Regions from separate parts of the Sus scrofa genome. Here all the other regions are linked to region 5. A link is a contact called in public HiChIP or PLAC-seq data. All regions are on one chromosome and are shown on one strand. The core of a region is the stretch at or near the end of the contact, and the rest is flanking DNA. Distances in the headings are between cores, read along the strand shown. Region 1 has its middle 220 kb from the start of PTEN. Region 2 has its middle 340 kb from the start of PTEN. Region 3 overlaps ACTA2 (actin, alpha 2, smooth muscle, aorta). Region 4 has its middle 300 kb from the start of RNLS. Region 5 overlaps RNLS (renalase). Region 6 has its middle 260 kb from the start of PTEN.

Region 1 (5,131 bases), core at 1,673-4,172, 430 kb before region 5:
ACTTCGTATCCACTGGTTTTGGCAATCATCATCATCACCACCACTACCATCATCATCATAACACCATCATCATCACCACCATCATCATCATCACCACCATCATCATCACCACCATCATCATCACCACCATCATCATCACCACCATCATCATCAACAACATGCTGGCAAGGATGTAGAGCAATTGGAATCTTCGTACATTGCAGGTGAGTGTATGAAAGGTACAGCCACTTTGGAAAAATACTTTAGAGGTTCTCTTACAAAGTTAAACATAGTTACCATATGACCCAACAATTCCACTCCCCGGTATAAACCCAAGATAATTGAAAACATATGTTCACAAGTTTGTGCACAAATATTCATAGCAGCATTATTCATAATAGACCAAAAGTGTAAACAATCCCAAAGCTCATCAACGGATGAATGAAAAAATAAAAAAATGTGGTGTAGTCATGCGCTGGAACACAAACTATCAGCCGTAAGAGGAATGAAGCACTGATCCATGCGTCAATAAGCAGAAACCTTGAAAGTAGGATGCTAAGTGAAAGAAGCCAGACACAAAAGGCCACATACTGTATAATCTTTTAAACAAAGTATCTAGGATAGGCAAATCCATGAAGACAAAATGTAGATTCATGATTGACAGGAGCTGGGGGAGGAGGAGAATAGGCAGTGATGACTAATGGGTAAGGGGTTTCCTTCTGGGGTGATGGAAATGTTCTGGAATTAGTGGTGGTGCTGTACACCTTGTGAGTATACTAGAACTCACTGGTGAATTGTATGGCATGCGAAACTGTATCGCAGTAAAAAACTTCTCCTGTCTTCTCTGACTCTGATTGTTTTTAAATTGGATGGAAATAATACCTGTTATCCAAGAGGAAGGAATTGCGTGAACAAAGTCACAGAGATAGGCAAGTAAATTCAGATGTCAGGGAATAGTGGATTTAGATGGAATATAGATGTGTGCCTGGAGGAATCAGGAGAGGAAGCAGAAAAGGTAAACTGGGACCAGAGTATCAAGTCAGTCAGTCACTGAATGAGTCATAAATATTCATGAGGACTTCCTCCGTGCCAGCCAGTATTTGAGTGCTTGAACAAAAAGACCTGGTCCCTATACACACAGGGCTTAGCAGTTTTGCTCTGGTGACACTAAACAAATATTTAATTCCAATTCAATTAAGCAATTATCAGGGTGTGAAGGGCTGGAAGTTCAGAGTGCTATGGAAACGTGATGGTGGATGCTACTGGGTGTGAGGGAATCCAGGGAAGTTTTCCCAAGGCTGATGTTTAAGCTGGGAAGGGTCTGACTTCTAGACCAATGGATTATTCTGACCATGTAGGCAGCAGGAGCCATTTAAAGGGGTGGTGCCTTGGGTGATATGCCGTCAGAGCAAGACCATAGGGAGATTTAGCCAGTGGTAGTTCTTAAACTCACTACACCATGCTCTTTGGGGTGCCAGTCTTGCCCCAAACACCCTGTACTGCCAGCAAAGCAGGGGCAAGAAGAGCATTTCTTCAACAGGGACAGTTTGTGAGCTGTATTTAGAGGAGCATCCTTCCCAGTGTTGCACCCATGACCTTTCATAAAAACATGATGGACTAGCACAGCAAGCCTCTCTTCTTCCTAGTTGCTGAAAGCAGTTAATCAAGAGCCCTTCCTGGCTGTTTTGTTTGTTTGTTTAGGCAGATAGAAAAGTCGTCTTACAGTTTCACATTCCAGGGTCATTTCTTTACCTTGAATTTGCCCCAGTGGGTGTTATGAAAATGAATTGCTAGATCATAATGTGTATATCCTTTAAGTGTGTGTGTGTGTGTGTGTGTGTGTGTGTGTGTGTGTGTGCGCGCGCGCTCCTGTGTCAGGGAGAGGCAGAGAGCAGAGTTGAGAACAATATTGTCATCTTTCTCTGTCTATCAATATCTATATATCTTCTAGTCTCTGTGGGAGGTGCTGGGGGACACATATGTGGATTGACTCATGGACCTAGACTCAGGGAGCTCCCATCTAGTGAGGGACATAGGTCAACTTCGAGCACTATAATACATACCATAGACTATTGGAATTCAAGGAAAGGAGAGGCTAGTTCCAATAGATGGCTAAAAAAGAAAAAAGAATTTCATTTGTCAAGAATTCCCATGCCAGCTTTAGATTGAAAGCTCTCCAGAGATAGAGGCTGACTATTTTTTCCCTTTCAATCCGTCAGAGCTCCCGAGAGGGCCCTGAGCCCTGTGGCTCCTTAAAGGATTCAGCTGACTCACTGATAAGTCCTGTAGACCTTTGCTTCCTGGTGCCACCTGCATGCTTGTCACTGAAGTCTCTTCCTTCACAGCTCTGTTTCTAGGGCTGGTGCATGTTAGGAGGTCTGGAGAAATTCTTGCCTTTATTAAAAAAAAAAAATACCATTGCAAAGAAATCTTGGTGAAAATAGCAAACATCTTGCCTGCCTTTTTCATTCTGCTCCTCAGCCTCCTTTAGCTTCACATGCTCTTACACACCATCACCTGAGGTCCTTCAGTCTCAGAACCATTACTTCCTGGGCAAGTCTGCTCCTGGGAGAGTTGGGGTTTGGCCTGTGGCCTGGGCTCCTGGGGTTCCCTTTTCCCTAAGACTATCTGGAAAGGAGGGCTATCTACTCAGTTGGGGTAGAGAGAGTGCTTTGAAAAAAAATGGGAGCTTGGAAGTGAATCACTGAGGAGCCCCTGGCTAGTAGGAGATGCCTCTTCCAGCCATTAAGATGCAAAGATGTGAAGTCACCTGGGCCACCCTACTGTGCTGGTTGTTATTGGTTCCTTTTGTTAAAAAAAATAGCAAAGGAAAGTGGCTGTTTGCTGAAGAAGCTTTCGTTCGGTGGGAGTAAGTGCTTCTACCTTGGACAGGAAAGGCATCAGCGAGGGCAGGAGGCCTTGGGCAGTCTTCCCATGGAGCCATCTGGTGGCTCTTCGCTGTAAGTGCTGCTCCTGGGGCTGCCTCTCTGTGGGCTGAGCTCACTTGCTCCATGTTTCTCTTCTTGGAGAAATGGCCTCTCCGGCTCAGGAGACTCCTTCTCAGGACAGTGTGCCAGATGGCTGCCCACTTTGATTTTCTTCACTTTAGCTTCCCAAAGTCCCGTGGGACCTGCCCACCCCTCTTCCCCCATCTCCAGTCAGGATCCTCCAGCTCCAGGCCAGCGGGGCCCCTCTGCTCTCCCCAGACCCTTTGCACTTCTTTCTCTTGGCTCAGAATGCCTTTCTCCAGCATCTTCTCAGGGCTGGCTCCTTCTCATCGCCCATATTTTAGCTCAAATGAATTTTCCTCAGAAAGGCCTGGTTTGACCCTTCTCTCTAAAGCATCCCTACACCAAGTCATTCTTCATCACTGTTCTTTGCATTATTTTACTCACAGGCTATTTAAGTGTCTAAAACAAGCTTATTCATCATGATGAGTGATGAGTGATCTCATTCATCATTTCCCTTGTTTATTGCCTGATTTAAGTCTCTATGAGCATGGCCTTGTCTGTTTGTTTCATCTCAGGATGCCTGAAAAGTGCCTGATTTGGTGTTCAGTAAATATATGAGGGAGAAACAACTGAAACTTTAGTCACAAAACATGGAAAGGTAGAAGTCAAATTGCCCAGGGGGATCTGTCTGAGGCTGTGCTGGACTCCTTCTCCTTCCCTGTTACCTTCCAGATAACAACCTATCCTACTGGAGGGTCTATATTTCCATGGCTAGCATCCATCTTTCTATGGGATGATATTTTAGGTGCCAGGAATTTGGTTTTTCTCACCATCCAACCCTGTTCTCTCCCTTTCGTAGTGAAGTTTTTTCCTAATGTATATTCACATATCCTTTAATAGCTTTCACAGGGGCTCCAGTTATAAAGAAAAACTGTCTTCCATCTTGAGGTACCATGGTTTTGAGATGTTTCCAAATATTCAATGTAAAAGCATTGAACCATCAAGAGGAATTCATACCTCATCTGATCAAACTCTCCCGGTCAGTTGTCCTCACCGGAGAGAGCACTTGGCCTGAACACACACACACACATACCCCACCTCACCCCACCCCCACCCCAAGCCAGCAGCTTCCTCTTCTGATGATGACTTTTCATGTCCCAGCCAGCAGCCAACACTCCACTTGTTCAGCTTCTTTTAAGGAAGAGCCCTGAGGTTGTGGGAGGCACCAGGTCACTATTAGCCAGGCTCCCCCTGTATCCGAGCCTAGACTTGGTCAAACATTCCCTCTCAGTCTTTTCATTTTTTTTTTTATTCCAGTCCTGTGCACGCACATGACCCCGCCCTCCTGCCCCCCCATCCCATCCCTATCACCTGTATGGAGTCTTCCTTTCCATTGATATCTAGAAAAGATGAGCTTGAATCAGCAGTCCAGTGCCCTGTGAATGTCCAGTGATTTCTCCAAATTCTTTGGGGGTTACCCCTGGCTTCTGGCTTTTTCTTTCTTACTTTGTGGCTCTGCTCTTTAAGTTATTCTATTCCACCTTGGCCTCAGGCCTGAAATTGAGCCTCATCCCCGAATTCTACCAACACAAACAAATAAACACACAAACCCCCCTACTCACATGTGGAAGACTGTAGAAGAGATTTTACAGCAGATCAGAGAGAAAGAGGGAAGGGCTTTTATTGCAACAGGACACAACTACATCTTGGAAATAGACATCCAAGTTCTGGACACCCTGGGCTTTTTTGACTGGCCTTCCACCCACAGAGAGCCCCAGAGTTACTCATTCTGATGACCCCGCTTTTTCTCATCCCCTCCTTCCTGGGTTCGCCTCACAAATTCCAATTCTTATTATTTAGGCAGAGCAACTCAACTCTGCCCCAGCCTCCCTTCCCTCACTTTTCTCCCAGCCCATTTTGCATATTCAAACCCATCAAGGTACCCCTTGGACCCAGAGCATTTCTTATTTATTAAGTGCCACTTTCCTTAGAAGGCAATGATGTTTGAACAGCACTTTCTCCTCCTTTGAAAGTGATTTCTCCAAGGAATGGCCAGTGGGAACTTTTGTGTGCCATCCCCATGTGTCGTCCAAAGGAGGAATCCACAGAATATCAGAGCTGGCATTATGTTTCCAGAGGTCCCCTCATTATCTACTTATTGCTCTACTCTGAGATGGTAAATGGCTTGAGGATCAGTAGGA
Region 2 (5,027 bases), core at 1,032-3,531, 310 kb before region 5:
TTATTCAGCTTAGTTTTCACATTCCAGATTCTTAGAGATCAGCCAGCAATGATATAACCTCTGAACTTTGTAGGGAAGAAAATCCAAATTTGATACTCTCTATAGAGCCAGCGAATATTAGAAATTAAAGTTTTAATAACATCCTTCTATATTTTTAGTTCCCTACTCATTAAATTATAGAATTGATGTATTCGTCAGCTGGAGCTGCCATAACAAAATATCATAGGTCCGTATTTTGCTTAGACAATAGATAATTATTTCTCTCAGTTCTGAAGGCATGGGAGTTCAAGATTAAGATACCAGCTAGTTTGGTTCCTGGTGAAGGTCTTGTTCCTGGTTTCCAGAAATCTCTCTTCTTTTTTTCCTATACCTACTGATCCCATCATGACTGCCCCATCCTCACGCCCTAACTTAACTCAGTTATTTTATAAAAACCTCCCAAATAATATTTCTAATTTGGGGGTTAGGGCCTAAACATATGAATTTTGGAGGACCACAACTCGGAACACAGCAATTGTAATTGAAAACAACTTGGGACCAATATAAGGTTGCTAATAATTTGTCATTATTCTATGAATTAACTAATTATATAATTAAAAATCATTAAAAATCAATTAATTAATATAAAAATAGACTAAAGAAAGGTCCTCTAAATGCATTTAGCTATATAAAATACTTACACTGGTGTTCTAACTTTTTTCATCTCACTATGACTGACAAAACTTTGTCATAAAATGAATTCTGTAAAGGTTTTGTATGAATTCATAATTGAAGAGACAAAAACTTTGCCTTTTTTAAAATAAAGGTTTTGAATTTAACTAATTTGTGCACAAAGTTTTCCTAATTTTGGAACTGTTGGGATTCTGTGCCGAAGCAGTGCTTAGAGGCAAAGAAGTTAGGAACACTCAGTCATCAACAGACATTATAATTTAAGACATGTTTATCCAGCCCAATGTCAAGGACATCAAAGTGGACAATTTCAGCTCTTTATCTGTGCACAGTTTATACAACCCCTTGTTATCCAGTGCAAAATTTTAATTTCAGTCTTCAACAACTAGAAAGACAGAATATCAATCTTTGATAAATAAAACTAGACTCAGAGGTATTAATATCCCTGCAATTAATGTCTCTCCCAACTAACCACATGTCTCTGGATATAGTTGAAGAAGAATTTCAGCTATCTAAGACTCATAAGGTCCCAGCTCCAGCTGGGACTTCAAATCATGTTTCCAGAACACAAAGAACACTTGATAAAGTTGGAGAGAAATATTTTTCAAAAATATGTCACCAGGCAGCTTGGGAGTGATTTAACAGAACCATCCTACAGGGTATGAATTTAACCTTTGATCTCTGAAATGAAGGTCAGCAAATTTGTTTTTACTCTACATCTCTTATAATCAACTCAATGTCTGGGTAAATCAGTTTCTAAAGAGGAGGCTGTGTTTGCAGATAAGTGATACTTTCACCCTTCAATTTTGAACCACTTAACCCTCTCTTCCCTGAGTTAAATTCTACTGCTGTTGTCAACTTTTTGTGGGAAAGGAATCTAAAAACTTAAGATGCCATGTATTAGAATGGGGGAAATGCCATACTGTTGGCTACAAATGAAATAAAATGTCCAAGAAAAATGTTTTAGTGGTGTTTTTTTTTTTTTTCCCTTCTAGGAGATGAGCACATGAAAAGATACTGTTTTTTAGCTATCAGTTCACCTGAAGTCTTCTTGCCAATCCCAGGTTGGCAAAGAATAGCCTATGGGCTAAATCCAACCTACTGCCTGTTTTTGTAAATAAAGTTTTATTGGAACACGACCATGTTCATTCGTTTAGGTATCATCTCTGGCTGCTTTCGTGTTACAATGACAACTGACTAATTGCAGCAGAGAGCATGTGTCTCACAAAGCCTAAAATATTTACTCTCTGGGCCTTTACACAAAATCTTTGCCAACCACTGCTTTAAATCAAAGAAAGAGGCTTGGGGTGGTGACATCACAATAATACATCCTTAGCACAGATATAGCAATGGCTTGGCAGTAAATGAGGATGGGACGTTGGTTTTAATCCAGATATTCACTTTTTAGAAACAGAGTCTCAGAATAACATTAAGCTGATGAAAAGAACAATAGTTGGGGATGCATTGTAATGAGGTATAGACATAGTAACTAAATTTATTCCTCTGATTCTCCAGCAGTCTATCTAATAAAAATACGCTACAGTAGAGATGAACCCAGAATCTTCAGCTGATGTCAGCCATTTGGGAATAAGAGTTCCTTCTCTGCAGCAGATGTGTGGCTTGAAGTTCATCATGAGTACACTCAGAGAGAGAGCACAGCATGTGTTGTTCTGTGGAGGGGACCAACACTGGCCTGTCAATGGGATAACAAATTTTGTTAAAGGACTTGGGGAAACAGTAAGGGTTGGGAACTGGGCTAGAACTTGAAAAATGAATTTTAACCCTTCCTGGGTATGACTATCCTTTTAAAATAATGATGATTCTGTCCAAGAAATGCCTATCAAATTTAAACCAAAAGAATGCAATGCAGTCAGTTGCCGTGCTTGCCAGTCATTCTACATGGACAGCTGCCAGGAGGTTGATACACAAAGGCGATGGTTGCATGCATGGTTATTTCAGTCCTAGACACTCGTCATCCCTTGAAATTGCTCTGTTCCCAGGATTCCAAACTCCAGCCTCCCCTTGCCTTTCTCAGAAGTCAAGTGCATGAGCCAATGAGGGTGGGCCCCCTCAATTTCCTTCTCTAACCCAAACTGCAGGTATTCATTCTGGGTCCAGATTTTCACTCCTGTCTTGGAAGAAAGGCAGAGACCCACCGCTGGGCTTGAACACTGCTGTATTTCCTGCTCTTTTTAGGACACTGCTTTTTCATTTGCAAGGTTTTCCTTTCTACTGACTCTTTCTGTTTTCCTAACTAACATGCTTGGGTCTCATTTGATCTAAAACTATGAAAAACCAAAACAAAAATTAGAGAAATTTGCTTCGACTTAGTTCCTCTCTTTTCCCACTTTTTTTCCTGACTTTTTTCTCTTTCACTGTCTGTAGCAAGAATAAGACTAGGTTATGCTATGATAACACACTGCCTCTACATCTTAGTGGTTTTCTACAATGACCCAGCTTCCATAAGGATGTATCTATACTGCTGCCACCTCTTTTCTCAGTGTCTACTCACTGTACCCCCACCCATATCTTCTAAACCCTGGCTTTTGTCACCATCACTCTCTTAAAACTACATTTTGTTGTTGTTGTTTTCACTTTTCATTTCTTTTTTTTTTTTTTTTTTTGTATTTTTCTAGGGCTGCACTTGCAGCATATGGAGATTCCCAGGCTAGGGGTGTAATCAGAGCTGTAGCTGCCCGCCTACGCCAGAGCCACAGCAATGTGGGATCCGAGCCACGTCTGAGACCTACACATAGCTCGTGGCAATGCCGGATCCTTAACCCACTGAGCAAGGCCAGGGTTCAAACCCGCAACCACATGGTTCCTAGTCGGATTTGTTAACCACTGAGCCACGACGGGAACGCCTAATTTTTTAAAATATTTATTTATTTATTATTTATTTTGCTTTTTAGGGCTGCAGCCACAGCATGTGGAGGTTACCAGGCTAGGGGTCCAATAAGAACTACAGCTGTCGGCCTAGGCCACAGCCACAGCAACACAGGATCTGAACCTCGCCTGCGACCTATACCACAGCTCACAGCATGGCCAGGATCCTTAACCCACTAAGCAAGGCCAGGATTTGAACCCACAACCTCATGGTTCCTAGTTGGATTCGTTTCATCTGTGCCTGGATAGGAACTCCCATTTTTAATTTTTAATTCTTAAATGTTTTTTTTTTTTTTTTTTGCTTTTTAGGGACATATGGGAGTTCCCAGGCTGGGTCAAATTGGAGCTGCAGCTGCTGGCCTATGCCTCAGCCACAGCAACACCAGATACTTAATCCACTAAGTAAGGCCAGGGATCAAACCCACATCTTCATGGATACTAGTTGGGTTCGTAACCCACTGAGACACAACAGGAACTCCCTAAAATATTTTTCTTAAAATTACCACTTTGTTACCTATTTAATCATATTTTCTCTATTTCCTCCTTGGTTTCTTTGGTACAATTTGACCCAAGCTTTAATCTTTTCTTCCTGAACCCATTTCTTGGTGTGCACGACTGCATTTGCAGGGTTTTCAAGCTCTCCCGTGTCCTTTCCACATACTTTTTATCAGTCTCCTTTACTAATTTTTCCTTCTCTTCCTCTAGCTCAGTGAAGGTTGTCCAGGCAGCTCAGACTCTCCTTTTACTCTCTCTGTGCCCTCTCTGGGGCTTTAGCCTTCAGCTCTGAGCAAGGAACTCCCTATCAATCAATCGATTAATCAATCCATTCATCCCTTTCTCCAGATTTTGAGCTACAATTCAAACTTTCATGTGGATTACACTTGCAAATTAGTGTAAATTCATAGTCTTTCTGAAAAATCAAAATTTCTTCCTCTTCACAGAACTGTATTCATTAGAATGCTGTAGTTACAAATTACAGAAAACCCCAACTGAGCTGGCCTAAGAAATAAGAAGAGTTATTATCTTAAGTAATGATAAATCTAGGTGCTTCTCTTGGCTCTGGCCTACCCCGTGGGTCGGTTCTGGCTTCTATTGGCTCCTGTCATGGTAGGTAGGCTATTATCCTCAGTGATCATATTCAGATACATCAGCCTCCAGAAAGAGGGGCCAACTCTTCTTTGTGGTTTTTTTTTTTTTTTTTAATTTTTTTTTTTTAGAGCAACGAAATCTGTTCCAGAAGTCTTGCTAGCAGTCTTCCTTTTGGTTCTTTAAAAAAAATTAGTAACAGCTTTATTTAAATATAACTTGCATACTACATAATCCACCTATTCAAAATATACAATTCAGCATTTTTAGTACATCCACAGAACTGTGTAGACACACCACAGTCAACTTTAGAATATTTTCAATGTCCCCAAAGTCTGTATCCATTCACAATCACTCTCCATTCCTCTCTCCTGTAAGCTCCTGAC
Region 3 (4,759 bases), core at 130-2,629, 290 kb after region 5:
CTCTCCCATCTCTGGGCCTCTGCCTGGAGCACATTCCTGTTCATGCTACTTCCTCTTCTCCAGTCTCAACACCCTCACCCCCCCCCCCATTTTTTTCCCAGTTAACTGTGACTCTTTAGGCCTCTTTTTTTTTTTTTTTTTTTGTCTTTTTTTGCTGTTTCTTGGGCCGCTCCCACGGCATATGGAGGTTCCCAGGCTAAGGGTCAAATTGGAGCCATAGCCACCAGCCTACACCAGAGCCACAGCAATGCGGAATCCGAGCCTCGACTGCAACCTACATCACAGCCCAAAGTAACGCCGGATCCTGAGCAAGGCCAGGGATCAAACCCGCAACCTCATGGTTCCTATTCGGATTCGTTAACCACTGAGCCACAATGGGAACTCCTTTAAGGCTCTTCTTAAACTCCACCTTCTCAAGGAAGCCTCCCCAAGGTCATAAGAGCTTATAACCCATGTATTTCCACTTTCGTAATCCTCTTAGTGTACTCTACCTATTTGTTTAATGTCCATTTCCTCATAGACAGTAAGTTTGATCCAGCCAGAACCTTGTTCTTTGTAAATCTGGAAAGTGCCTTTCAAATGTTTTCTAAATTGGCTTGGCTCACCCAGGAACAAATATTACTTAAACATCTGGTTTTTACACTCTGATACAGAAGAACTACATCCCTAGCAATCCCATTCCCTCCGTCTCTCTCTCTCTCTTTTTCTCGCTCTCTCTCTCTCTCTCCTGGCTTTTTGTATAAGCTTAGTTGCTGCAGTGGCTTGTGGTCACTCTGTGAGTATGCTGGCCCAGACAACGCCCCCATCCCTCACAGGAAATGCAAATTCTTCTCCAGGCTGTTCTTTGAAATCCTGCTAAAAATACCCAAGCTTAGCATGAATGCACAAATGAGATCAGAAAGACAACAGAGAATTATTCATTTATTTAAAAAGTCATGCTTCCTCCTGTGCAAAGGCTGCATGATGTGGATCAATGTTATTAAAATCCCATGTCATCCTCAGGGGCTGCAAAAGCCCGTGGTGGGAAAATTGGCTGTCATAGAAGAAGGCTCTTAGTGTTTGGTTTGCTATCGTTAAGGCGAGAAGAGGACTGAGGAAGCAGCCAAACCTGTCTGCTGTGGGTTTTTTCTCCTCGGGAGATTCATATGAGCCTGGATAATGGGACTCTGCCACCAAGTCCAGCCCTTCAAGTCATGCGAATCTTGTGAGATCAAGGCCAGGAGTTACTGATCTACGCTGGAGGAAGTGCTTAGGCCCTGTGGCTGAGTGCTCACAAAGAACATTTCAATCATGCATGTTCAGTGGATGGTTCTGGTTTCCCTGATTTTTGCCTCTGGCCCTGCCAGTTTCCAGATTGAGAAACTGGTCTAAAAGCCCTTTCCTTTAGCGGAGAGCTCGCGCCCTCTGGTGGTGAATATGAAGTACAGCCAACTTGGTTCACTTGTCCTAAACCTTGCAATGACTCTGGGAATGCTTGGTGAGTTTTGCCTAAATTTTCAAAGTGATCCATTCCCAAGTGTCTAATCCTTAAATTTCAGTCCAGGAGGTATTGAGTGCCTTGCCTGGTAAGCAAAAATTCACAACTGGAGCATTTCAATCATAGCATGTTACAGAGATTCTTAAATTTTGATGTGCCAGACAATTACCAGAATTCCCTCCTGACTCAGCAGCTTAAGGTTCTGGTGTTGTCATGGCTGTGGCTCTGATTACAGCTGTGGCGCGGGGTCAGTCCTTGACCCAGGAACTTCTGCATGCCATGGAAGTGACCAAAAAAAAATCACCAGAGAAATCTGATTAAAGCTCAGGTTTGCAGCCACATCAACAGATGTTGTAGCTCAGCAGCCCTTGGGTTTTTCAGAAATCTGCCTATTTAAAGTGAGCCCCCAAAGAGGTTGATCTGTGTGGACTATTCTTTGAGAAATGCTGGCTTAAAAGCTAAAAGTATGGATTTGCAGCTCAAGTCTCACCTCTGTCAGTGGAATGACATTGGGTATATTCCTTAACCTGGGTAGCCTCAGTTGCTCCAACTGTGAGGAAAAAAAAAAGAGAGAGAGAGAGAGAGTGAGAACATCCACTCCATAGGGCTGTTGTGGGATGAAATGAGATCCTAATAGAAAGGGCTTGGCAGGATCTGGTCATGACAGGTGCCCAGCACATGACAGCTCATATTATTTGCAATAATCATCCTAATTACCTCAAGCTACAGGGCAGAGAAGACCAGGGGAGCTTGGGTTTTCTGGACCAAATAGCCATTAAATCTTGGGCCCTGAGGTCTCTGCAGTGAGATGTCGACGTGAATGGAGATCCTCTCACTCCCAAGGACAATCGGTGGTTGATTACCCCATCCAGATGTTTGTACCCAGGAGAACAAGTGGTACCCAGCCTGGGAGCTGCTGAGGACACTCAACAGTCTGGACAGAACACTGCCTTGAGACTAAGGACAGGAGTCTCTGTCTCTGTTTAGGGACAGAGAGGAGTTTTTATATGTATTTGTATCTCCTACAAGCCACATGGGTAAAAGAGAAACAAAGGGTGGCAGCTCTCCTGTATGATGGTATTAAGGGAACAACTCCCATTTATCTATAAAATGGACAGGATAATATTTTCCACATGTATTTCTGATGAACAAATGAGTGAGGATACCTGTAAATACATGATGATTGACACCAGTGGTCCTTGGGAAGTATTGTTATTTTTCCCGTCCCTCCTGTTGTGAATGTATTTGTAGTATTGTTTTCAGAGACAAATATTGATCAAAAGGGAAACATGATCTAGATGTGTAGTGAGATTTTAGAGCAGTATTTCTTTCTGTTTTTGTCCTCTGGTAAACCTGAAAGTCATACCACCTTTTAATATATATTTATTAAGTTTAATACATAAGTTAAAAGTTATGTGTTAATATATTACAAAATATGATATATGTGTATGTGCAATATACACACACACACCTGTTTGCTTTCAGCCATCAGGCTACCAGAACCGAGGTTATAAGAGAGTAGAGTTGTATAATGATTCCGCAAGTTGGAATTCAGTGTGGACTCTCTTACTGATACACTTTAATCCATGTTTATATTCATCTCCGGTGTATCTTCAAATTCTTCCCACTTAAAAGCATTTATGTGGAACTTCCAGTGTTAATGTGAGTCTACCCTTTCCTGGGAAACTTACACGTCCTGGTTGTCATATCCTCGGCTGCACCACTAGAGGGAGCCACTCTGTAACGGGTGAGGTCAACCCAACAGAGACCAAAGCTGCAAATTACAGGTAACATATTTCAGATTTATTAAAAAACACATAAGGTAACGAGTCAGAGCTTTGGCTAGGAATGATTTGGAAAAGAATTGAAGGCATTATTCCACAAAACATTCACAGTGTGTGCTAGAGACAGACAGCGAGCAGGGTAAGTGTTTTAGAAGCATTTGCGGTGGACAATGGACGGCCCGGCTTCGTCGTACTCCTGTTTGCTGATCCACATTTGCTGGAAGGTGGACAGAGAGGCCAGGATGGAGCCACCAATCCAGACGGAGTATTTGCGCTCAGGAGGGGCAATGATCTGTTGGTCAGGATGAGAAAGAAGGGCCATTAGTGCACAAGGACAGGGCCTGGGCATTCTGCTGTGGTCCGGATTTGGTGACCTTGGCTCAAATTTCATGGACAGCAGGGACCGTCTTAGCTGTTAGATATCCAACCTTCCTAACCCTTGAGGTGTGAATAAGCTGTGGATTTAGAGATTCTTCAGTAAGTGCATTGTTTTCCTGGCTTCTTTTTCACACATTCTCCTCCAGAGCATGTGAAGCCTCTGCTGCATTCAGTCTACCTTTGGGAAAACTGACAGCCCCAAATCCTGCTTGGCTACCACTTAAGCCCTGACCATGTCCCTGACTGCCATCAGTTGTTCTTCAGAACTCAGCACAGCACATGGGCACATGCATCCTACAGATACAAACTCCAGCATCTCCAAAGAGCAGTTTGACTGTGCCAGAACTTACCCTACAAGATCTTACTATATACTCGGCTAAGTCCACCGAGATGCACTGTTTAACACTGAGGGGCCCAGGGTTCCCCACTGGGATGACCACGCCCCTGGGATAGGTCCCGGTTAGGCTACACCAGCTGGCCTTACCCATGGCACAGCCTTGGCAGGCAAGGACATGCTGACATTTCTTAAATAAATGAATGTTTAGGCCCAAAGAGCAGTCAATCAGGCCAAGAGTATGTCTACTTGTGCAGCGCTACAAATAGCTAGAATCGGGAGTTCCCATCGTGGTGCAGCAGAAAGGAATCCCACTAGTAACCATGAGGTTGAGGGTTTGATCCCTGGCCTCGCTCAGTGAGTTAAGGATCTGGCTTTGCCATGAGCTGTGGTATAGGCCGGCAGCTGTAGCTCCAATTGGACCCCTATCCTGGGAACCTCCATATACTGCAGGTGCATCCCTAAAAAGCAAAAAATTAAAAAAAAATAACTCTAATCGAGCACTTCAAATTCCACTGCAAATATGGTTACATGGGTGGAAATTAATATGGATACTTTGGCCAACAGATAAGATTATTTCTGAAACCGTGGTGAAAAGGTTTAATTTCTATTTATCCCCCGAGCTCTGGTTGAACATTTATTTTATTTTATTTTATTTTATTTTATTTTATTTTATTTTATTTTATTTTATTTTATTTATTTATTTTGGCAGCTCCTGAAGCATGAGGAAGTTCCTGGGCCAAGGGTCAAACCTGAGCCACAACAGGGACAATGCCGGATCCTTAA
Region 4 (4,448 bases), core at 326-2,825, 270 kb before region 5:
CAGAAGTGGTGGCCAGGTCTCTTTCCTGGCTATGACACTGTCTCAAGAGGGGACTCCATGTTTCCATCTACTCGGTGTTTCCTTCTAGGAGCAACTTGAGTCTGGTTCTGTTCAGCATCCTCAGAGAACTTTGTACAATGCTTGTCAGATAGGAAATACTCTGTAATGTTTGCTGATTTGCATCCATTACTAAAATTTACAGCAGGGAGAAGGCCCTTGTGAGATCCTACCAGTTCATTTTTTTGTTGTTGTTGGTTATCCAAAGAACACATTTTTCAAATCCTAATTATCTCACCACTGGATGGGAAATAGACACCATCCCAACTCCCAGGCAAATACCTTTTCTGGATGACCCTGGCAGCGTCCCAGGAATGAGCTCATTTTTCAGAAGGGGATTCTTCTCCCAAACAACAAACCCCTGCTTTGGGGAAGAGAACAAGAAATTCCTTTGGGATTTCTCTTCTCAAGCTTCTAGAGAGCCAGTCTTCTGCAGGCAGAGATGGCTTCCAGGCTGTTCATACATAAACTGCTGCTGGCGGGCTGGTGGCCTGTTTGATAGTCTGAGGTCTAGCAAAGATTTAGCTCCCGGGGGTCACCAAGAGGTCATGGTCTCAATGATTTCCTCTGTTATTTATCTTTGGCTTGTGGTATTGGAGCTTGCCTTTGATAGAGGGCATTTCTACCACAACTGCACAGAATCAAGCACTTCAGTGCTTTGGTTTGAGGTGGAGAAGGGTTGGCTTCTAATGCTCTGAATATGTCCCTGAGTACATCTGAGAGTATCTAATTCTGCCCTTTTCTGATGAGCAAATTTATTTGGGGAGGGGGGGGGCTTCCAAGGCTCAGGTTAGGAAAGGAATTGTCCTGGTGAGGTCAGCAGTTTTTAGTTTGAGTAATTCCATTTTCAGTTCCTTAAGAGATACTCCTCTTGCTATGAGACAGAGATGAAAGCAGCACTTCTTAGGCCTCTGGGGTGCGTCGTTACTTTCCTGAACTGCTTATGACTCACTTGCCACCGCCCTCAATGCAGCCAGGGGACCATTTATGCTGAACCAGCCTTTGGATTTCTCTTCTTAATGACAGCAAACTTGTGTGGCCAGCTCACAGGTCAACTGCTGGAGCATCCCAGGACTGGTCAGCTCAGCAGGCTCTTGGGTTTCCCAGGAGGACTCCTCAGCGTGTTTCATGTGGGTTTGCTAACCCCATCCTGTTTCATTATGATTTAAGACAACCGTTATCTCTCATCTGGGTCAGAAAGTATGAGTTGCCTAGGATTTCAACCATACATGAGGGGCCTGAATTAAACACCTAGCATCGTGGCCTGAAAAACTGGTTGCAACATGTCCTGTGCTCTCATTCCCTCAAAAAGTATCTCACCAAATGGAAGCATTTGGTTCTAGAAGTTCCTTTCTGTGTGCTGCTCCATCTCTGCCACAGAGTGCCAGGACAGACAGTGTGCTGAGCTATGTCGGGTCTGTCAAAGAAAATGATGTGATGTGTGCTGAAGACATTGCCATCTGTGGGAGAATGCAATCTAGGCTCGACACAGAAGGAAAAGGAAGTGCTGTTACGTCAGGAATATGACCAGTTAGTCAAATTCCCAGAACAGCCTGTTGCTTCTTACGGTGGCGGATGTGTCCCAGCCTCTTAGCAGCCCCAGATTTGAACTAAGGGAGAACTGTTAGGTATAGGGGCTAGACAGGAAAGAGGAGTGATATGTTTTACATATTTTCTGGCAGTGGATTTCTATATGAAATCCAGTTTACTTAGTGTCCTAGGGCACTGAAACAAAAGTTTTATGAAACAATACCTATATGTCACCATGTTATTTTCTTTTTCTGTTCTTTTCCCATTCTTTGCTATTTTAATTTAAAAAATTCTCAGCTCTCTAAATTGCTATTATGAGCCACTTATAGGTCAAAGCCCATATTTCAAACAACAGCAAAGCATTAGCATATATAAGCAGCATCCTAGGAAATTTTATATAATATGGATCCCTGGGCCTTTCTCCAGAAATTCTAATGTATCCAGTCTCAGGGCCACCAGATTTGCATTTTATATTATGAAATTCTAATTTGACCAGTGTGAGAACAGGGAAGTGTTTTGATCTTTGATATATCCCAAGTGTTTTGAATGGAGACCCTGGTACAGAATAGACACTTGATCAATGTTGGCTGGATAAATGAATGAATGAAAAAGTATACCTAGTGATTTAAATTCAAGTGGCCTAGAGATTACCATTGTGTTTGATTTGTCTTCAATTGTCTTATTGGAGTTCCTGTCATGGCTCAGCAGAAATGAATCTGACCAGTATCCATGAGGATGCAGCTTCAATTCATGGCCTCGCTCAGTGGGTTAAGGATCCAGCATTGCTGTGGCTGTGGTGTAGGCTGGCAGTTGCAGCTCCGATTCAACCCCCTAGCCTGGGAACCTCTATATGCTGCTAGTATGGCTCTAAAAAAACAAAAAAAAAAAATTGTGTTCTTTTGGAGAGAAACATTTTATTTCACTAAAATTTCAAGCTTACAGAGAAGATGAAAAAATAGGACAAAGATGTCTCTTTATCTTTTATTTAAATTTCTAGTTTAGCCACATTTGCATTTCTCATCTCCTTATCTATTTTTTTTCTTCTAAACCATCTGAGAGTTAGTTGTAGACAAAATGCCCCTTTACTACTAAATACTTCAGCTTTTTTTTTTTTTTTTTTTTGCTTTTTAGGGCGGCACCCACAGCATGTGGAAGTTCCCAGGCTAGGGGTTGAATCAGAGCTGTAGCTACTGGCCTACACCACAGCCACAGCAACACCATATCTGAGCCATGTCTGTGACCTACACCACAGCTCATGGCAACACTGGATCCTTAACTCACTGAGTGGGGCCAGGGATGGAACCCACAACCTTATGGTTACTAGTCAGATTTGTTTCTGCTGAGCCACTACGGGAACTCCCAGAATGTATTTTCTAAAAACAAGAACATTCTTTTATTTGGGTTACAATCTGAGGGGCCCCTAGACTAGAGGTTAAATGCCTAGATTATTAAACAGTGCACAGTGCCTATCTTCAAGTGACTCCATTCTCCATCCTAGTCCCACCAGCACACTTCCCTTTGTATCCGTACTATTCTCCTTGGTTTTATATGGAAATAGTCAATCTCCAGACTCTGAGTCTCTGACTTGCTTCAAGTGCCCCCACTGGGTACACCCCTAAATCTTCTAATTTATGCATTCTCCAATGCAGAAATTATCTAAACGCCTCTGAGTTCTCTGGGAAAATTTAAATAAATTGCAAATTCCTAGACTTCAGCCCTGGAGGTTCAATTCCGGTAGATGGGGGTGTATGGAATCTGCATTCTCCCACCTCAACCCCCACCTCTCTTGCCTTCCTCCAGGTGGCAATGGCTCAGCCAGGGTTGGGAAGCACAGTTCCTGTGACCTCTCCCCACTGTGGACTATTCTAGTTAGTAATCACCCAGACTCTGCTGGATCACTTCCTGGGATGGCAGAGAGAAGCCCCCAGAGGTCTGCTGCCCATTGGAAAGTTCTGCTGGTTAGAAATTTCTTTTGGTCATTAGCTTCAGTTTAGCTTTCCTAATGCTACTGGTCTTGGTTCTGCTCTCTGAAGCACCTTAAAACAAGGTCGAATGGCAGCCTATTTGTTCCTTATAAAAATATAGTAAAAGTATAAAAATACAAAAATAAAACCACAGAAAAAGTATAAAAATCACTCAAAATCCCACTACCTTGAGAACTTAAAATGTTGATCTATTTTTCTTTAGTTTTCATATATATATATACATGAAAACTAAAGGAAAATAGATATATATATGTATGAAAAAAATATATATGTGTATACACACACACATACACATATATATAAATACACATTACATGCACCTTATGTTTTTATAGAATGGAGATTATACTATATTCTGGTCTTAGTGTTACATATTTTGGGTTTTCTGTCTTAACAGCATATCACAGAACTATTCCAGACAGGCAAGTATGCTTTGAAAGCACATTTTCAAATGACTGCATTAAATTCCACTGTTCTGATCTACTGGAATTTATTCAGCCATTTCCTATTAGTGTTTATTTAGGTTGTTTCCAGGTTTTCACTATCATAACTGAAACATACTACAAATAAATTTTCTGTATCTTTCTTTAAACTAGATTCCTTTAAAATTATAATTATCGAGTCAAAAAAATCCTTAAAAAATTTGATACATATTGCCAACTTACTATGAGAGAGGATGTGGACATTTTAACCTCTAACAGTCAGTTTTGATCTTCTTTTAGAAGTTAGTAATTTTTTAAAAGATGTCAATTTGATAAGTTAAAAGTTGCATTTATTTGTGGTTTTTAACCTGCATTCTTTTGTTCACTCATGAAGGAGAACATGATTTTTATATTTACATATCTATATAAAAACACACATATATATACACACATG
Region 5 (5,158 bases), core at 1,003-3,502:
TCTTTCTAAATGAGGAACTCTTGCTACACTGAACTCAGTAGGCAATGGCTCAGCAACTGAGTCACATGGGTCTGCTGTACATCTCCTTAACTATCATCTCTTTATGCCTGATGTCCTCAGGCTACCAGAGAACCACAACATAAGAATAAAGACAGAGAACTTCTCCACCAAAGCAAGGACAGATTGTCCATGTTTACCACCTATGATTAAAGAAAAGTCAAAACAGAAAAAACAAATCTTTTAAGAAAAATCAGTGATAAACTTTTACAAAAATTTTTAAAATATTTCCGAAAGCCTAATGAAGGGAAACACTCGCCCTAACATAATCCCCTATTAAAAAGAATTCTAATTTCAGATGATACAGAAAAAACAAATGATGCAGGTGGCCAGATCCATGAACTATTTTGGTAACTTTGGTCTGTCCATGGATTATCAGTCACACTTATGCAGGTCACTATATGTTAGCTTCTTAATGACATCATCGAGCATCCAGATTTTGAGTGTTTGAGATTGTGTTCGAATGAACACTTCTTCTGCTTCTGGTCATAATGCACATCCCTTTTCAAAAAAATTTTTAAAGAATTTAGAATTAGAAGGAATCTTGGAAAGAATGTGTGGCAGTAAAAAGATGATAAGCTTTGGACTCTGTATTTTCGGTCTTCTAGTAGGTAGTTTCATAGCTTTAGAAAGTAATTTTTATCTCCCTGGTCTTGCCCTATATAGTAAGTATACTTTTGGGGTTGTTTTGAGGATTACTGACAAGACATGTAAAATATCTACCACATAAAAGATGCTCATAAATTGAAGCTCTTGCTATTTACTCTATTTTAAATTCCCAATGTGTTTGAAGAATGCATAACAGCAAGGGAATGAAAAGGAACTAAACCTTAGCAAGAAGGGCCAGACATGTGACAAATACAAGCTAAACAGCAGCAGCAGCAGCTTCTTTCATTGACCACTGATCATGTGCCAGCAATTTATCAGGTGTTTTAATACATTATTTATTTTAATCTCTCAAATGCCCTGATACGGTAGGACTTACCACCTCAACTGTACTGAGAAGAAATCAAGGAGTCAGAGAGGTTAAGTAATGTGCCCAAGGACACACAGATAATAAGCAGCAGAGCCAGGATTAGGAAGAAGGGCAGAAGAAATGACTAGTAGTTGCTCTTAAGCCCAACTGCATACAAAACAACATATTTCAGAAGCAACTAAAAGAGAAATGCAACCAACAAATCTTCCCACTATAAGCTCCTTAAGAAGTGGGGCTAGGGCTCATTAACCTAGATGATCTCAGAATCTGGGACAATTCCTGGAATATGGTGAGTACTCATTAGATGTATGTGTATGTTAAACAAATGGAAAGCAATTGGTAATGGAGGCAATAAGAAATCACATTCTCTCAAAGCAAAGTCTTTGTGATGACAGTAAATAAAAAAGAGTAGTGAGAACATTCATGTGTAAGGTCAACAGTCACAAACTAGAAAGATATTTATACATCAACTGTCTGATAATGACTACTGCATGTTCATAGATGTTTTCCCCTATTATATTACTATATAAAGATTTTAATCACTAAGAGCATAATTACCTTAAAATGTTAAAGACAATGAGGAGGAAACGCACACAAACATATCTGTATTTTGAGGATGGCTTAAAATTCACTCCATTGTAAATGGAAAAAAAATCTAACTGAAAGAAAATTCTCTATGAAAGTAAAAAACGAATCAAAAGATTAATTCTCTTTTATTCAAATAAAATCTCTAATTTAAAGTCACAACAAAATAAATTCACAATTTTGTTAGATTCGTGCAACTATATTCATACGAGAAAAGCCTCGGTAATAGGATAGCTTGCTCTTTTGGGGGTGTGTGTGTGGAGTGGGAGTATTATGAAAACAAAAAAAAAAAAAAAAAACCTTGGTCTATCAGAATTTTAAAAGAAAATAACACTTTGGCCAAACCAAAATTTCCCACAGTAACAACCTACATGCAGCCACATTCAGTGACTAAACTGTGTTTTTCTTAAGCAGTAGAGTTCATTCTGACAATTTATCTACTAAGAATTGTGCCAGAAAAATGCCTATTCATTTTCTATATTCTGTTTGGCAAACAAAGCATGACACATAGAAATATAAAAGAAAAATATAATCCCAAGATGCACTTGAAATCATTGCAGAGAAGTGTTCTAAATTGTCTTAGGCCTGTGACATCAGCTTTCAGAATAGCATTTAAACACTGCCACATGCTGTTCATCTGTGTGTCCTACAGCCTGTGGGCACCAAGCCTGGCTTCAACAGAAGAATGAATCATAGGCCAGATTTATGAAACTGTTAACTCTTCAAAAGCCCCAACTGGTCTTGAAAAAGGGAAGTGTAACAATCTTGAGAACTAGTAATTCTTTAAGAATTGGTCATTTCTAATTAAGATTTTAGGAAGCACAGAACTGTACTCATGACAAAAAAGTCTCCATGAGCACGCTGTTTGCTGTGAAACAGATTTTGTATATAACATATTGAATTTAATCATGAGCTTGAATTTTTTTATTTTACTGATTTTATAACATTCTCTCTTTATCAGTGCTAAGTCTATGTGGTACCACATAGGAACTATGTTCTCTAAATATATTAGCTTGAGTATATCTTTTTATACTGTAATATAAATTATGTACACCTCCTCTAAAAGTAGTGTAATGTCTGAATGTCTGTAATGCAGGTAGGAATTCAGGTATATTCAGGTAGGAATCATGCTATATTCAGTGTAGCTCTTCCTGTGATTGATGAGAGAAGAGATGCTCAGAAAATGCTTATTAAATTAATAAATGGCTGAATGAATGATTAAGCATAGTTCAGAATTTCAGAAATTTCTAGAGAATGACTATTACATCCTACCATTTACTTCTTATTTCCCTTTTTATGAAAATAATATATTTAGAAAGAGATTCAAACTAGTTGTCATTTTTACATCCTTTTCCCATATTCAGCAGCATCATCAACCAAAACAAAGGCACTAAAGATTCTTGTTCATTTTGGTTACTTTGATCAGAAAAGTTGAACCAGCATTGAGAACTATGTCTAGATACTCATGTTGCAACAGAAGAAAGGGTGGGGGAAAAACTGTAATTGCAATGTATACGTGTAAGGATAACCTGACCCCCTTGCTGTACAGTGGGAAAATAAAAAATAAAATAAAAAAAAAAAAAAAAGCTTACTCAAAAAATCAAGAAAAAAAAAAAAAAAAAAAAAAGAAAAGTTGAACCAGAGTGAGCTATTCTATGTTCTTATCCAAAGGCCTTAATTCTAACAAAATCAGGTATAAAACATTCCAATTAAAAACATTTCAGTAGTAAATTGAAAAAAAAAATCTTAGGTAGCAAAGCAGCATAAATTCAGTATTCACTCATTTTAGTCATTTTCCATTGTCTCAAATATTTAAAATATCTAATGTGCTTAGAAGAGATCAAGTTCTAGAGGGAAATATTGACTGGGTCTCATTTTAAACTCGTAATTACTAACTTCAAGTGGATCTTAGTGCTACCTAGCTACCCTACCTCATCCTGCTCAAGTCACTCCCTTGGGTGATTACTCACACCTCTTCTCTCCATTTAAAACTTCAAAACCTCCTGCCCCTCCTTAGTCTTGGCTGATTATATTGTGTCTTGTTTCACTGAGAAAATGAATCCTTGGAAAGGGATTTCCACAGGCTTTCATTTCCAAAGATATCATCCCGTCCCCACCTCTGCTCACATGCACCACCTTCCCTCCTGTTTCATGGGGAGAACTGTCTAGCTCCCATCTATAGCCTCAGCCTCTACCTCCTACTCAAGATCATGACTCCTATAACTATCCAGTCTTAATCTACAGCATCAATGTCTCCCTTCCTATTAGATTCTTTCCATCAGCACACAAACATGTTATAATACAGCCCATCTTAAAAAACACAAAACAGGAGTTCCCTAGTGGCTTGTGGGTTAAGGATCCAGTATTGTCCCTGCTGTGGCTCTGGTTACTGTTGTGGTGAGGATCCGAGCCATAGCTGCAACCTAAGCTGCAGCTGCAAAAACACCATCCTTAACCCATTCTGCTGGGCCGGGGATTGAACCTGTATCCCAGTGCTCCCACGTCACAGCGATCCCGCTGCACCACAGCGGGATCTCCCCAACCTCCTTATTGAGCTACCACCCCAATTCTTTGCCCCCTTCACAGAAAAACTCCTCTAAAGAATTAATCGTCTAAAACATTCTCAGCAGGAATAATATTACCCTCAAAGGGCAAAAACTGACTCTTGCTGGGCAAACAATTCTCCCTCTTTTTATATTCTACATACAGTATGTAGAAAATATAAAGCATATCTATGATATTATAATTTCAAAGTTGGGGTGGATGGAGGACAATTAGGAAAAAATGTCTAAAAGATCTCCTTAGGGAGGTAATACTGAAAAAACAATTGAGAAACACTGGTCTACACCCACTATCTCAATGTCCTCTCCTCCTCTTTTTTTCTTGAGCCTTCTCCAATCTGTTTTTCATTCCCAATATCCCGTAGAAACTACTATTGTCAATGTCACCTATGCCCTCCATATTACTAAATCCAATGGCCAACTCTTACATGAAACTGTAGGCAGCATTTGGTATAGCTTATCACTTCCTCTCTCTTCAAACATTTTCTTGACACCACTAATGCTTTGTTTTCTCTTTAACTATATGAACATTTGAGATCCTACATCAGGCACAGAATTGATGCAAAAACTATTGAGCACTGTACATCTGGATTTAACACATCACCTGCTATAATCCAAGTGACCTCTATTTCTGACTGTATTTTTCCAATATCAGTCCATCCAGTCAAGTCAGCCCTTTGACAGTTTAACTTCCACACAATGGGCAGGATAAAAACTCCTCAAATCTAAGTTAGATCATGTCATTCCTTTGATGGATTTCTATCTCATGTGGAGTAAAATCCAGAGTGCTTATCATAGCCCATAATGCCCTACATAATTGGTTTCCCTGCTTCCTCTCTGCTCTCATCCCCTCCACTGCCCCTCCTTCTTCATTGTGCACCAGCCACAACAACCTCCTTCTGAAATCCCTCATTTTTGGGGGATTTTCTACTTGGATCTCCGTCTGCTGGGATATCCCTCCAGATATTCTCCTGGCTCA
Region 6 (4,499 bases), core at 560-3,059, 390 kb before region 5:
CCTTGAGGATTCTTACATGGAAGCAGAATTCAAAAGAGGGACAGAAATGGAGCTGCTCTAGAAGGATGATAGCCCCCCGACTTTTCCATGCCTTTTTTTTTTTCCTTTTTAGGGATGTACCTGTGCCATGTGGCATAGAGAGGTTTCCAGGCTAGGAGTCGAATTGGAGCTGTAGCTGCCAGCCACAGAAATGCCAGATTCGAGCCCATCTGCAACCTATGCTCCAGCTTGTGGCAATGCTAGATTCTTAAACCACTGAGCAAGGCCAGGGGTTGAACCTGCATTCTCATGGATACTAGTCAGGTTCATAACCCACTGAGCCACAACGGGAACTCCTTACCACACTTCTTGAGGAAGCGTATTGGACATGGCTGTGGACCTTCCGGCCCTGATCACACCATTTTGCATATTTCTGAGTTGTACCATCAAGCCCGTTTCTATCTAGAAAATAAAGTCTCAGTTTCAGCTGATGTTAGTGCTGAAGGTTTAGTGCATTTAGTGTTAGCGTTGGTGCTGTGACTTAGGGAGGGGTGGGATCAGCAAAGAACAAATAGAGAAAGCCATTTAGCAACAAAGAGATCCTCACTTCCAGGATAACTGGTTACTCCCTATATGGGAGATACCTTCAGGAACATTAGTGGGGAGAAGGGAGACTGAGACAGGATTTAGAAGGATTGAGCTCCACTCACTAGGAGTATTGGATTGCTGGGCTCTATAAGCAGCAGCGGATTCTCCCCTCTCCTGTCACTAAAGGAATGAGCTATCTCCCATCAGGCCTTTCACTGTGCAGTCCTCTCCACCTGGCCTGACTCCCCTTCTGGCTGGGGCACCTTACTCATCACCCATGATCCCACTCAAATGTCATTGTCTTGGGGATGTCTTCTCTTTCTCCCTATGTCACACCTACTGCAGAGAATACTAGGGACTTTGTGGAATCCTTCAAAATACCTAAAGCCGTGATACAGTCAGTACTCAGTAATTGCTCACTGAATACATGAGTTAAGGCTAAGAAAGAAAAGAATTGAGGAGACTCTTCCTGTGAGAGTCTCAACGCAACCATTCTGTTCGTTACTTGCATAACTGCCTCAATTCTTTACCTGGTTATGGCCTTGGGGGACATGCCACACGTGCTGCTTTGAAAGCTTACTTCCATTTCCATCTCCCATCACATCTTTTGTTTTTATCTTTGTTTTTTTTGGACAGAAGATGACTGGGACTGTGGGAGAGAAAGTCAAGCTTGAGTCCTGCCATGGACTTGTGGGAGTGTGGTCATGTGCTGGAGGAATGCTGACCAGTCCTCCCACTGATGTCCACCTCACCTGGCACAGCTCTGTATATCCCATGACAGCTTCTTTGTTTCTCATACACAGCCAGGGCCATGTTTACCATCCAGGGAGCTGTAGAGAAGAGCTTATACCCAAGAGTGCACTGAGCCCAAGTGAAGCATGCCAAGGGACAACCAGTGACAGCCCCAGGAGCAAAGTTCTGGTTAATCTGGTCTGTAATTAAGCCAAATTATTTCCTAATTCCACATCTATGGTGGCTCTGGGGAACAGTAGTTGCCTTGGATGGCTCCACTGGGCAGATTCTGTTCTTCCTGGACAGCCCTGGGGTGCAGACCACGAAGGAGATGAAGAGGGACAGAGCCTATACAAGTGCTTGGCTCTTTATTTAGAGTCAGTAATAGCAACCACATGGTGCTGCAGAGGCCCTGCCATGCCTGGAGGGCTTGGGTCCTATTCTTATCCAACCAGATCTCTGACTACAGGCAGGCTGAAAGGGACATGGTCTATTTAGTAACTCTCAATATGCTCTTCCGGGATTCTCTGACTCAGAACTCAGAGACAGGATGTGATCTCAGCTTCTCCTTCATACACATGGGCAAGGTCATGTGTTTCTTTCAGCTTTAATTGGGGTGGGAAGAAATGCTAAACATGTGTGTGTAGGAGGCCAAGAGGAATTTCTTGGGGAGGGTCTTTGAAGAGACACTTGTTGAGCTCCAGAGGATTGCTTTTTTCTCCCTGACTTTTTGCCCTGTTGTCCAGCTCGTGACATTTTGCCCAGAAGTGAGGACCCAGTAGACACCTGGCTGGTCTCCCTTCCTTCAGTCTCTCAACTCCCCTTTGCACAGAGATGCCAGAGCCACCACACTCAAGTGCTGCTTCATCATGTCCAACGCTTTCTATCAAACCAAGTTTTTCCTTTCCCATCCATTCTGGTCCACAAAGTTGTCCATTCACTTACCTGCAAATGGTTACTGCATTCCCATCTTCCCTACTTGTATTATTCTTTCCTTCATCTTCTCTGCTGTCAGCGGGTCAGTTTCTTTGTAATTTATTCCATATCCTATCAATTCTTCCAATTTAGTATTGAAGTTTATCCTTATTGGAAAGGCTGTGTGCTTTAAAAGACCCTGAGAATACTGCTATCATCACCACCAACACCATCATTGTCATCTATCAGCACACCATTTACATTGGACACTGTGCTAAGGGCTTTACATGAATTACATTTAATTCTCATAATAAGTCTATGGGGAGGTTCTATTATCATCCCCACGTAACTAATGAGAAAACTGAGGATCATGAGGATCAAAGAGATTGAGTGACTTGTCTAAGGCCTCAAGAGTATTAAGTTTATATCGCATCAAGGATTTGCATATAGATTTGTCTGCTATCAAAACCAGAACTCTTAATCATGACAAATACCATTGCCTGTTGACTCCATGCTTTCTTACCTTGAAGTCGATCAGAGTTTATATACGTAGTTCAGGATGCATCCTTGGGTATTTGGATACTGGAGACAAGGAAGAATTATTTTTTAAGATCAGATAGTCTAATATCTTGTTTTTTTAAAGTAGTTGAGAAAATTGTAGAAAGGCAAAATAGCGTGTCAAAAAGGTTGAAGTAGATTAATGGAGGAACCAGAACCTGGTCCCAGATCTTCTGACTGAGGACCATCCAGCCCTGGTTCTAGTACAGCACGTATCACCTTTTTGAGTTCTTAAAAATTTGTTTTCCATAAACTTCAAAATTTTAAACCTTGCCTTTTCAATTATAGCATTAGTTCATTAAGGATAGAAGTTGTATTTCATACTTCAAAAATAAATTTCCTGTCTTCTGTAAGATGTGGAAACTAAGTGGTTTACATAGTGGTCACTGAATGGAAAATGCAGATGCTGGCAGTGCCTGGCGCATAGTCAGTGCTCAGAAAGTACTTTTCAAGTGAATGAGTGGATGAATGAGATGGTGTCAGGAAGACTTGAGTTGAATTTGAGCTGGGGGATGTTTCCAGGAATACGGATGAAGTTTTGCAACAAAGGAAAAACACCCAGCTTTGAATGCTGCTGACAAGCTGGTCTTTAAAGAAAATTACAACACATGTGTGTGAAGAGATGAGTCATTGGAAAAGAGTTATTGAACCTGACAGGCTTGGTGAGGAGAACAGCAGTGGTCTCTGCCTGCTCAACAAATATGCTGAACATCTGCTCAGCATCATCAAGACCATCTCTACCTACTGGCCAATGGGATGTGCCTCTGTGTCAAGTGGTGGCTTCTTATGTTTGGCATTGTTCATCCAGGGCTCTGAAAGATGTGGTTATGGTGGTGGGTAAAGTGCCAGGTGTTTCAGGCATGCTCGTGTACAATATTTCCTAGCTCACAGCTCTTCAAACGTTAATGAGCATATGAATCACTTGAGGATCTTTTTAAAAAGCTGATTCTAATTTAATAGGTCTTGGGTGGAGAATAAGATTCTGTATTTCCTACAAGCTGCCAGGTGATACTGATGCTGCTGGTCTGAGCAATACTTTGAATAACACAGTTCTGGGTGCTCCATGGAAAAATACTGGAGAATACAACAACTGAAAGTAGCTCTTGCTCACTTCTCAGCATTCTCCTCTGATCAAGGCTACCCACTCCATGGACCAGCTTTCCAGAAGTGGGCTGGCCTCTCAGTTAGTTGTGATGTTTCGCTGGGGACTGACTAGATTTGGGGATCATGGAGATATTATGGGATTGCAAATCAAAGAAGCATCAAAACTCATACTTCCTAGAGATTTATACCTGAAATTCATCTAAGGAAGATCTGAGTCACTTAGGGATTCATGTTTATTTCTAGGACCTAACACATAGTAGGACTTGCTACTAAAAATGCCAAATGAATGAACAAAGGGAGAGGGAAGAGGCTTTAATAAAAAAAATCCAGAGTCATACTACATCTCATTCAAATTAACTTTACTTATAGGATAAGAACTAATCCAAAAGGTCAGGTGAACAAAACAGATATTTCAGAGACTATACCTTAACTCTCAGGTATATCACTTATGGGGAAAAAAATGCTAGGTCCTCACCGAGTCTATTTGTGCTTTTATATTTTGAACAAAAGAGTGAAATAGTTTATTATCAATATAAACAGAATGATATGATATCTCACCTTTTGCAAGATTTTATAGTCAGCAATTCACTTTAAAAATAGCTCTACTGAGATATAATTCACAT

The links. HiChIP or PLAC-seq counts read pairs in DNA pulled down with a chosen protein or histone mark.
Region 1: an H3K27ac HiChIP or PLAC-seq map of alveolar macrophages shows a contact between it and region 5. The contact joins two enhancer-like sites. A contact is called at or near these places in 5 of 47 Hi-C or Micro-C datasets (embryonic fibroblasts, fetal skeletal muscle, skeletal muscle and 1 more) and 1 of 2 datasets of contacts at active chromatin or transcription factors (alveolar macrophages).
Region 2: an H3K27ac HiChIP or PLAC-seq map of alveolar macrophages shows a contact between it and region 5. The contact joins two enhancer-like sites. A contact is called at or near these places in 1 of 47 Hi-C or Micro-C datasets (embryonic fibroblasts) and 1 of 2 datasets of contacts at active chromatin or transcription factors (alveolar macrophages).
Region 3: a contact with region 5 is called in an H3K27ac HiChIP or PLAC-seq map of alveolar macrophages. The contact joins two enhancer-like sites. A contact is called at or near these places in 8 of 47 Hi-C or Micro-C datasets (alveolar macrophages, fetal heart ventricle, fetal skeletal muscle and 5 more) and 1 of 2 datasets of contacts at active chromatin or transcription factors (alveolar macrophages).
Region 4: a contact with region 5 is called in an H3K27ac HiChIP or PLAC-seq map of alveolar macrophages. The contact joins two enhancer-like sites. A contact is called at or near these places in 2 of 47 Hi-C or Micro-C datasets (embryonic fibroblasts and fetal heart ventricle) and 1 of 2 datasets of contacts at active chromatin or transcription factors (alveolar macrophages).
Region 6: an H3K27ac HiChIP or PLAC-seq map of alveolar macrophages shows a contact between it and region 5. The contact joins two enhancer-like sites. A contact is called at or near these places in 2 of 47 Hi-C or Micro-C datasets (embryonic fibroblasts and skeletal muscle) and 1 of 2 datasets of contacts at active chromatin or transcription factors (alveolar macrophages).

Annotation. Positions count from the first base shown.
Region 1 is chr14:100,147,484-100,152,614 of Sscrofa11.1, forward strand. No RefSeq gene overlaps it. Among named protein-coding and RNA genes, the nearest start is that of PTEN, 220 kb to the left of the region's middle. Within about 2 kb of position 2,923, at least 7 of the 83 cell types and tissues checked have an H3K27ac peak or open chromatin away from gene starts, as enhancers often do. A contact at or near this core is called in alveolar macrophages, where this site is marked.
Region 2 is chr14:100,262,745-100,267,771 of Sscrofa11.1, forward strand. No RefSeq gene overlaps it. Among named protein-coding and RNA genes, the nearest start is that of PTEN, 340 kb to the left of the region's middle. Within about 2 kb of position 2,282, at least 10 of the 83 cell types and tissues checked have an H3K27ac peak or open chromatin away from gene starts, as enhancers often do. A contact at or near this core is called in alveolar macrophages, where this site is marked.
Region 3 is chr14:100,864,887-100,869,645 of Sscrofa11.1, forward strand. It overlaps ACTA2 (actin, alpha 2, smooth muscle, aorta), which reads right to left. Exons shown (of 9, transcript NM_001164650.1): 9 at 3,409-3,553. The coding sequence ends at 3,410. Among named protein-coding and RNA genes, the nearest start is that of ACTA2, 19 kb to the right of the region's middle. Within about 2 kb of position 1,380, at least 16 of the 83 cell types and tissues checked have an H3K27ac peak or open chromatin away from gene starts, as enhancers often do. A contact at or near this core is called in alveolar macrophages, where this site is marked.
Region 4 is chr14:100,306,421-100,310,868 of Sscrofa11.1, forward strand. No RefSeq gene overlaps it. Among named protein-coding and RNA genes, the nearest start is that of RNLS, 300 kb to the right of the region's middle. Within about 2 kb of position 1,576, at least 7 of the 83 cell types and tissues checked have an H3K27ac peak or open chromatin away from gene starts, as enhancers often do. A contact at or near this core is called in alveolar macrophages, where this site is marked.
Region 5 is chr14:100,576,924-100,582,081 of Sscrofa11.1, forward strand. The region is part of intron 4 of RNLS (renalase); the gene reads right to left. Among named protein-coding and RNA genes, the nearest start is that of RNLS, 25 kb to the right of the region's middle. Within about 2 kb of position 2,253, at least 5 of the 83 cell types and tissues checked have an H3K27ac peak or open chromatin away from gene starts, as enhancers often do. A contact at or near this core is called in alveolar macrophages, where this site is marked.
Region 6 is chr14:100,189,087-100,193,585 of Sscrofa11.1, forward strand. No RefSeq gene overlaps it. Among named protein-coding and RNA genes, the nearest start is that of PTEN, 260 kb to the left of the region's middle. Within about 2 kb of position 1,810, at least 4 of the 83 cell types and tissues checked have an H3K27ac peak or open chromatin away from gene starts, as enhancers often do. A contact at or near this core is called in alveolar macrophages, where this site is marked.